Linked DNA regions of Mus musculus: region 2 is linked to region 1. A link is a contact called in public HiCAR-type data. All regions are on one chromosome and are shown on one strand. The core of a region is the stretch at or near the end of the contact, and the rest is flanking DNA. Distances in the headings are between cores, read along the strand shown.

Evidence for each region. HiCAR-type assays count read pairs that join an accessible place to other places.
Region 2: a contact with region 1 is called in a HiCAR-type map of astrocytes, with 2.8 times the contacts expected there. The contact joins the promoter of Slc30a9 here to the promoter of Klf3 in region 1. A contact is called at or near these places in 1 of 39 promoter capture datasets (erythroid cells) and 1 of 115 datasets of contacts at active chromatin or transcription factors (astrocytes).

The regions. Positions count from the first base shown.
Region 1 is chr5:64,801,398-64,805,861 of GRCm38.p6, reverse strand. Klf3 (Kruppel-like factor 3 (basic)) reads right to left here and starts at 2,341. Exons shown (of 6, transcript NM_008453.6): 1 at 2,071-2,341. Gm38457 reads left to right here. Exons shown (of 2, transcript XM_006504241.4): 1 at 1-1,812; 2 at 1,903-3,492. The coding sequence starts at 1,573. The coding sequence ends at 2,367.
Region 2 is chr5:67,304,392-67,308,855 of GRCm38.p6, reverse strand. Slc30a9 (solute carrier family 30 (zinc transporter), member 9) reads right to left here and starts at 1,901. Exons shown (of 18, transcript NM_178651.4): 1 at 1,659-1,901. The coding sequence starts at 1,761. RefSeq lists a cis regulatory region at 1,530-2,253.

The DNA.
Region 1 (4,464 bases), core at 1,092-3,591:
CAGGTTACAACTGGGTTATCCCACAGAACCAAAGCTGGACCTAGTTCAAGCTTCCTTTGGTCACAGCTAGACAGAAGACAGACTTGGCCTCTTTAGCCACTTGAAAATCTCGTTTTTTTTTTTTTTCAAATGTAGTCAAGGACATAGCTACTCACTGGTTCTCCACATAAAGCTACTGAAAGTCACCCTTTTGGGAATGTGATTTTTACTGCAATTCGTAAACTCCAGCACCAGTTTTACCAGATAATCTAACAATGACTCTTTTCCCTGAGATATTCAAAGGCAGCAGGGTCCATTTAAAGTCCCACCCACAGTAGTTTTTTCTTTACATGTTGTTAGCCAAGATGATTTAACTCAACTCAGGTTTCCATTATCAGGGACTTACGGATTGGTCTGTAGACAAAACTACAGGTTAACAAGAAAAAAAAGGGGGGGAGGGGGGAAAGGCATCGCTGTACCCATAGCAACAAGATTGCATTTTAATATAGAAACTTTGCAGCAGAGAGACAATAGCTCCCTCCACAGCTATGTAGTTTTGTATTGGGAAGGGTTTGCAACCCAAGCAGCTACTGTCACTCCTACACTTTGATACTCTCCTTAATTTCAGCCAAATGGTCACTACAGAGCACCTCCACAGGACTTGGCTAGCGGCGACGGTCTGCAGCAAACCTCAATGATGAGAAAACTGATTTTTCTCTAGGGAGTATAAATTAATCAAACATCTTCTTTCAGGTTTCTCTAAACAGCCTAAGGTAAACACGCACGTTTAAGCCACGGAATAACTCAGGGGGCTCTTTCTTCATAAACCCTAACTTACAAAATTATTAAGATGTTTGTTACATTCCTGGGATGAGGCAAGTTATCATGCAAGCAGAATTTCTTATAAAAAGTGTTCCTCAAATTTATGCATAAAGTTCTCATTTATCTTAACTGGCCCACGTTCACTCAATTTTGCTTAGTGACAAGATATCAAATCCAAATGAATTCAGAATACCAATTCATACTTCCCCCCCAACACCACTCTTGAGAATAAAGTATCTCCAACAATATTAGAGGAAAAAAAATATAAGTTCTTAGAACCAAATCTCATGACTCCGTGTAAAATAAAATCTCAATGACTCTGTGTAAAGTGTTTATTTTGAAGAATACAAGGTAAACATTATCCAGTGTCCATTTAACCTGAATTATTCAAAGGCTCATTCATATTCAATTAGTATTATTGTAAAATACTACTATTGTAAGTACTGCAGTAAAAATTTACAGAAGTGTTTCTGTTATCCGCCAAAGACATGGATATGACAATTCCAACTCTTATTTGCCACCTCCAAGCTATCCAAAGGTTCTGGTCCACACCACTGTCCTGTGGTCCCTACAGGGCTCCGGTTCCCTAACACCGAAGGCGCTCTGCACTGCTAGCCACGCTGCAATCCTTTGCTTCAGGCACTGCGGCAGGTTCTCTCCAAGTCCCCAAAGGCAGTCTCTCCAAACCTCGGTGGTTCTTTTCCTCCCCCCTGCCTTCCCCCACAAGCCAAATGACCCAGCAGTTAGCGCGCTCCGGGTACGGAAAAGGGGATGCTTCTTCAGTCCCAATCGCCCCCAAGTTTCTCGCCAGGGGCGCTGGAGGCTGGGCTCCAAGTTTGCTGGGCGGCAGCTGGGGGGCGCGGGCGGGGGGCGGGAGCCCCGAGTCCAGGCGGGAGGGGGAGGAGCAGGCGCGCGGCCTCGCCGCTACCTGGCTCCTTCCAACGCGGCCGCTCGCGGGGTGCGCCGGGGGCTCCGATGGGAACCGAGCGCGGGGGACCCGGGACCACACAGGTGAGCCCCGCCCGCGGGCTCCCAATCCACCGAGTTCCCCTATCCCACGATCCCGCCCGCCATCCCCTCCCCCTCGCTCCTCCACCCCAGCTCCGAAGCACTTTCCCAAGCCCGAAGGAGCCCTCGCTGCACCCCGAACCCGTTCTCCGCGTCCTGCTTTCTCCGAAGGGAAAAAAAAAAGGAGAGAAAGAGAGAGAAGCAAGCAGATGCGGCGCAAAGCGGGGCGCAGGACGGCAAGGTGAGGGCGCGGGGACTTACTCTGCCAAGCGCGGTGCCGAGCGCAGCGGCCAAGAAACCCAGGCCCGGCTCCCCGGCGCCCGGAACCCCGCGGGCCGGCAGGTCAAGCGCTTCGGGCCGGACGGCGTCCGGGATAGGGACCGCGACCGCACGGACGCGCGGGTGGGGTTGGCTCGGGTGGCGCTCGCACTGCGCTCCGGCCGCGGCTCCGCGCGGCTCGGCTCCCCGCTCCCCTCTGGCTCCTTGGCACCAACTCTGGGCAGTCACATGACGCCGGCGCCGCTCGCTCTGCGAGCCTCCCCGGGGCTGGCGGGGTAAGTAGAGGCTGGGAGCCGGGGTGGGAGGGTCAGGGAGGGGCAGCGGGAGCCGCCACAGCCGCCCGGGCTGGGAGGGGTCCCCACCCACTTGGGTGGAGGCAGCCGCCGGAGGGGTCGGCGAGTCACTGGCAAACACGCACCCCGCCCTGCCCTTCCCCGCCCCCGCCTCCCGCGCCGCCCCCGCCCGCGCCCCGCCCAGTCACCCGGGGCCAGCCTGACAGACACTCATTATTCCCCGGAGCCGGGCGCCGCCCCGCCGGCTCGACCTGTCCCGGGAGGCGCGGCGCGGCCTCGGGGCTGGGCGTGAGCGGCCCCCGCCCGGCTCTCCACCCTGGGCCTCCACCCCGCCTGAGCGCTCCGCCCGGCGCCCTGAGCCCGCGGCCCCGCCCTAGCTGTCCTGGCCTCCTCGCTGCGGCCCGAGCCCCGGGGGGAAGGAAGGGCGGCGTTGGCCCGCTCCGGGCGTCACACGCTCTACGGCCCCTAGCGCCGCTTCCAAAACACACAGCCCGGGTTCGCAGGCGAGCCGAGGAGTGGGGGAGCGAGGCCGTCAATCACTCGCTCCCGCGGGAAGGGCCGCCCCTCCCGGGCAGAGGGCGGTGGAGCGGGTGTTGCGGCCCAGGATGCCCTGTCCCTACGTCGGGGAGCGCGGTGCTCCAGGAGCGATCGCTGCCTTGTGCACAGGGGTCGCGCTGCAGCCTGCGCGCTGGCGCTGTTCGGAGACTTCGGGTCGCCCCTGTTCTTTCGCCTACCCTGCAGGGGCCGCTTCCAGCCTGGAGGGACTTTTCTTGGAAAGGTGGAGACCCCCGGAGGAGTGCGACTCCCCAAGGGCCCGATGCTCTGGAGCGAAAAGGCGTTCGCTGGTCAGCCTTGCTGCCAGAAAATTTAGCAAACTTCGGGCAGATCCTCCCACCTGGGGCGAGAGCTCTGGCTGGCCTGGGGCTCAGCCCCGGGACCTTTCCTTTCACACTTTAAGAGCCTCAAGGCACTTTTTCCGTGGAAACCAGGCCAGCGCGAGGACAACTTCGCTGAGCTTGGTGCTAGGCTAGAGTCGGAGGCTTTTGAGTTTCCTTTTAAAACAGTATTAATGTAATAAGGAACGCAATAAAAAGAACAAAGGACAAATTGGTTCAATTGTTTTAGTTCTGTGTAATGTTTTAAAACAACCCGGCTTCAGTCTATGGCTTGTTATTACTTCAAGATGTTTTAAAGGCCCTGTAAGTTCACCATTCTCACTTCACTTTGATGCTTCAGCCAGGCATGGTACTACTTAAAACGTAGTGATACATAGATTCCCCACTCCTTGTTGTAACTACAAGGTACAATTAAACTAGAACCCAGTAACCTCCAACACTGAAATTGTCTGTCCTGAGGAGACCCAGAACCCACTAGTTCACATTCCAGTATAATGTCCTGTTTAAAATGTAAGTGGTGAGGGTCTTGGGTGGTTTATTTCCAAATAAAATAGTCAAAGAAAAAGTTGGGTTTTTGTTTGTGTGTGTGATTTGTAAATTGCTGCTCCTAGGTGACCAATCATTAGCAATATATTTGAATGGCTAGGATTTAAATGAGAGATAGAAAGAAAAAAAAAGATAAAGTAGATCAGATGGCTTGAAAAGTGGCCCAAGATAAGAAGGGTGGGGATGGGGGTGGGGGTTAACACCTTAGTGAGCACTGATTTGGGTGCCTCTAGGGAAAAAGATCTAATCAAAGCCTGAGTGCTTGTAGTGCTGAGTAGCTCAGCAAGAGACACAGAAACTCTTCCAGGTGGGCAAGTCGGAACTGCCTGAAGTCATCCCTGACCCTTGCCCCTCCCTAGCAGATCGCCAAACTGTCTCCCATCATTACTTACTCCTTGGCCACTACCCTGGTACACCCTGTTGCAACAGTGTCTCCCATTTGTAGCATGATTAAAGGTGTGGGAAGAGAGTGGAAGCAATGGAGTAAGAATGTCCTTTCTAAATAAAGTACAGATCTAAATGTGTCAGTTTCTTGGGTGACTCAGTTTGGGTTCGACCTTTCTATCTGTACCGAAGGGTATCTGTCTTAGTTACTTTTCTATTGCTCTGCTGAATGCCATGATCAAGCTACCTTCGAGAAG
Region 2 (4,464 bases), core at 652-3,151, 2.5 Mb before region 1:
GCCTCTGCTAGAACTAAAGGCATGGACTGCCATACCTGGCCGCCTCTGTTTATCCCTGAGAAGACTTCATTAGACAGGTAAGCATTCTAGAAGAAGAAACTAAACTTTATTTCTTCTCAAAGAAAATCATCTGGCTTTGGATCCCCAACTCCCTCTCCCCCAAAACATAAACAAACAAACAAAAACAAGACAAAAAGCTTCAAATAGTTTTTCTTGTAATATGCATCCAACTTAAATAGCACACTTTCTCCAAATGATTTTTAAATTTAACCATAGTTTTGATTGCTCTTTCAAATACCGTAACAAAACTTCCACCAAGGTGATGTTTCAAATTTAAAAAGGTGTTAAGTGTTAAAAACACTAAATTTTTTGTAGTAATAAACATCCTAAAAGAACTCTGCAAAGTAGTCCTAAATGAAGAGACTAATTACTATCTGAGCTACAGAGAATGGGACAAAGAGCCCAGCATTTTAGGCCCAGTGACAGCTACCCAGAATAAGAATTACAAATTACACTACTGCAACTCACCTCACCAACACTGAAGGGGCACTTTGGACAACATTTAACAGCCACTATATGTATATATATTTCTGTGTAATATGTTGAAGTTTATTTGGAGTTTTAAACAGAGGGCCCATTCTGTTCATAAGTGGCATACCGCCACCATGGGAAAACTAGCTACAGTATTCTGTCATTAACAACAAACTAAAACAGTGTATTGCAATCAATTCTTTTGCAACCTTAGAAACCAGCTTTTAATACGGTATGAATATATTCTACTTTATCTGCCCAGCACAGGAGTGTGTGACCGCTTTTATCAAAAAACCTGAATGGCTGCAGCTTTTGCCTTCCGATCCAAGTTTTTGAAGGGTGACTGTGAATGTTTGAGAAACGTTTCTGTAACCACTCTTTGCAAATCCCAAGAACCTGAGGGGCTCGGGTTAGCGGTGGATTTGGTCCTGTCCTCTCCTGGGCTCTGCTAGCAGTCCTCCGTGTCAAGCTACGGGAACAAGGGAGGTGAACAGAAACAGGACTTACACGTTTGATGCTACTTTAGAAACTCTCCAATAACTTGAATCTGACTGAGAAAGCAATGCTGACGAAGATGAAAACTCTCAATCCCACCCTGCGCCCAGGGTTATTTATGTACAGTTTCAGGAGACACTTTTGTCACCAAAAGGATTGTTCGATATAACCGCAAACTTCGGTGGGTTTCCTGTCCCCCAGACTATGCCCATTCGATAACTGTGAGAAGCCCTCACCTTAAGATCCGTATGTGACATCCACTTTGATTTAGGGAGATTTAAGAAAACGGGATGGCACTAAGAAAAAGTGTAGCGCAGGAGTACCTCACTCAACCTAAGCAGCAACAGAACTGCGGCGGCGGCCCAAGGGGACCCTCCAAGCTGGTGGAATCCGCCATTTCCCACGGCCTGTTTGGGTCACCCTGGGTCACCGCGATGTGCCCTAAGACCTCCGGGTCTGGAGGTCCGCCTCAGGGTGTCCCTACGCGGGTTGGCCGCTCCCCGGTAGCCGCGGCTCGCGGGGACACCTGTGAGGACCTTGCGAGACCGGCAGGCTCTGTCTGGGTTGGAGAAGGGCAAGCGGGCGGGCCAACTGCCGAGGCCAGGCGCGGCCTCCACCGGTCCGTCACTCACCCTGGCTGCGGCCGCGGGTCGCTGCCCGGCCGCCACCGAGCCTGCACAGCGCCGCCCAGCTGCACCTGTGCGCCGCGGCGGCGGCGGCCAAGCCCGGAAACATCCTGGCGGGGCAGAGGCCCCCACTCGGACACCACCTCCTGCCTCCGAGCCGCCTGCCGCGCCAACTGACTCCATAGACCGGACCCCGGCGAGCACGGATGTGTGCGCCGCGGCCGGCGGCCTCGGCGACCCGGAAGTCATGGGGGTGTGGCGCGACAGCGGAAGTGACGGAATATGCCAGCGGGGGCGGGGTGGGCGGTGCTTCTGGCCAGCACCGGGCCAGGACGGTGTGCGCTGCCGACTGTGCTGGGCATTTGTGAGTCCGTGTCGTGTCCCGGGAGACAGTCTTACGAAGCGCCGCCGGGGCGTGGGAAGCAGGAGGAGAAGGCAGGGTTTAAGCCTCTGTCCCCTTTCCTTTTGAACCCTCGGCACCGCTCTGTCCAACACCGTGGTCACCTTGCTGATCACTCAACCTCCGCTTCTCGGTCGTAGTATAACAAAATTAGAGGCGTGCATAAAATTTGAAGTCGCGGTACTATGTGTACGCGAAGATGGAGCAGTTTTTCAAACAGCCTGGTCCCAGAGAGAAAGAAACCTGAACACATTCGCCTGTTTTAACCATTACCATGTCAGGTTCATTCAGTTCTTAGCTTAAGCCTTCTTTCACCACCCTAATTATAATTAACGTGGTTCTCATTTTTAAATAGTTACCCTGTACACTTTTCTTCAAAATACCACTACTGAAATTATTGTCCCCCCGGAATAGAGAATAGCTATATGGACACTGGATCCTGTGCAGTATACGTATACTACTATATTCCAGGGGCTAAGTCAATACCTGTCTGGCCAGATAAATAGAATGGGATGCATGTCCAGTTGTTTTAAAGATTAATTTAAATCGCTTAGTGAAAGTACTGTAAAATAAAATTTTAAATGGAAAATGAGTGCACAGGGCCGAGGGAAGGTATAGGGAACTTTCGGGATATCATTTGAAATGTATATAAAGAAAATATCTAATAAAAAAATAAAGAAAATGAGTGCAAATCAGTAAATGGGGAGGAAACCCACCACTTTGAGTGGACTTGAGGCTCCCTTCACAGGAGGGAATCCACCTCTGGTAAGGTTAAGCAGGTCAAAAGCCCATGGCTAACAAGGTTGTGGTCTCTAGTAAAAGGCTATTGCAGCTATTTGGATAAATATATTATGGTCTGACACCCCTTCCCCCATAACTGTAGCCATTTTGTTCCATGCTTGCCAGTTATATTACTACTCTAACATGCCTGCCACTCACTGACCAAGAAGTGACTTGGCTCAAGAACATGCTGACCACATAACCATGGTTTTGTCCTGTATGTTCTGAATGTTATGTATGAGGTTTGCTAATCTTAAGAAATTCCATCAAATCAAAGGTCAACACGAACTGTTCTGTGTAAAACGGCTTGAGTTAGAGCTGACCACCGGACAGCCCTTCCTGCACCTACATATGAGCTCACTGTGGTTTTTGTGGCTGACAGTGAAGAATGCTTCTAATAAGCTAAAAAGTTATAACACTCATGCTCTGTTATCTCGATGTCCTGAAATTCCCCTGTTCACCATGCATCCCGACACTTTCCTTACCTTACTCAGGACCCATCAGCTGATATACTTTGCCTCGTGAGCCTTCCTTGCCCTTTAAACTTCTGTACCTTGTTTTTTGGGTTTTGTTTTGTTTTGTTTTGTTTGTTTGTTTGTTTGTTTGTTTCGAGACAGGGTTTCTCTGTGCAGCCCTGGCTGTCCTGGAACGCGCTCTGTAGACCAGACTTTCCTCGAACTCAGAAATCCACCTGCCTCTGCCTCCCAAGTGCTGGGATTAAAGGCGTGCGCCACCATGCCCGGCCTGTACCTGTTTTTTTGTTTGTTTGTTTGTTTTTCCTATAGAAAGTCTACTATGAGAGCAGACTGGTGCCACAATTAGGTTTTTCCTTCTTGTGGACCTAGGCATCCAGTGTTATGGTGTGTGTTCAATAAACTATTCTTGCTTAACTGCGATGGTGTGTGTGGCAAATTCCTGAACCCCAACAAACGGATAGGTTATTCTGGTTAAATTGCCTTCTAAAGTGTGTGCCCATAGAGTAGTGCTACTGTCAGCTTTGAACAGAGCAGCTGTTTGTTTGTTTGTTTGTTTTCTTTTGCAATGGTCAATGGTAACTGCAGAAACGCCTAACTGATCAATAAAACTGAGAATAAATGACTGTTGAATGCCTAGCCATAAACTGAAACATTTGTATCACTTCTTCCAAAGGCCAGGGAACATTCTGGAAAAAAGGGGCGGATGAAAAGTAAAAACCAGAGGAAGTGCAGGGAAGTAGTGGAAAACACGGACTTCCAGTATGACATCGTTGGTGCCTTCTTGAACTCACACTTGCTGTGATTACTCTCAGGAGACTGGGCACATCAACACTGTGTCTGGGGAAAGAGAAGGGGCTCCTGGGGTCCTGCCCTCCCCTGAGAGTTTCTACACAATGGTTGATGGGGGAAGGGAGAGACATTTGAAAGCAAAATTTCACCCATTCACCTGTAAACAACCCTAATGAAACTCATGAGATGGCACTCACAGAGACAGGCACACGCACATCAAAGCAGAATGGAAAAGCTCACTGGGAAAATGACAGGGATTGGCAGGGGTGGGCAGAGGACAAGAGAGGAACAGGTGTGCAAATATGATCACAATACACTGCATATAAAATCTCACAAAAAACCCTTTATACATTATTAATATATGCTT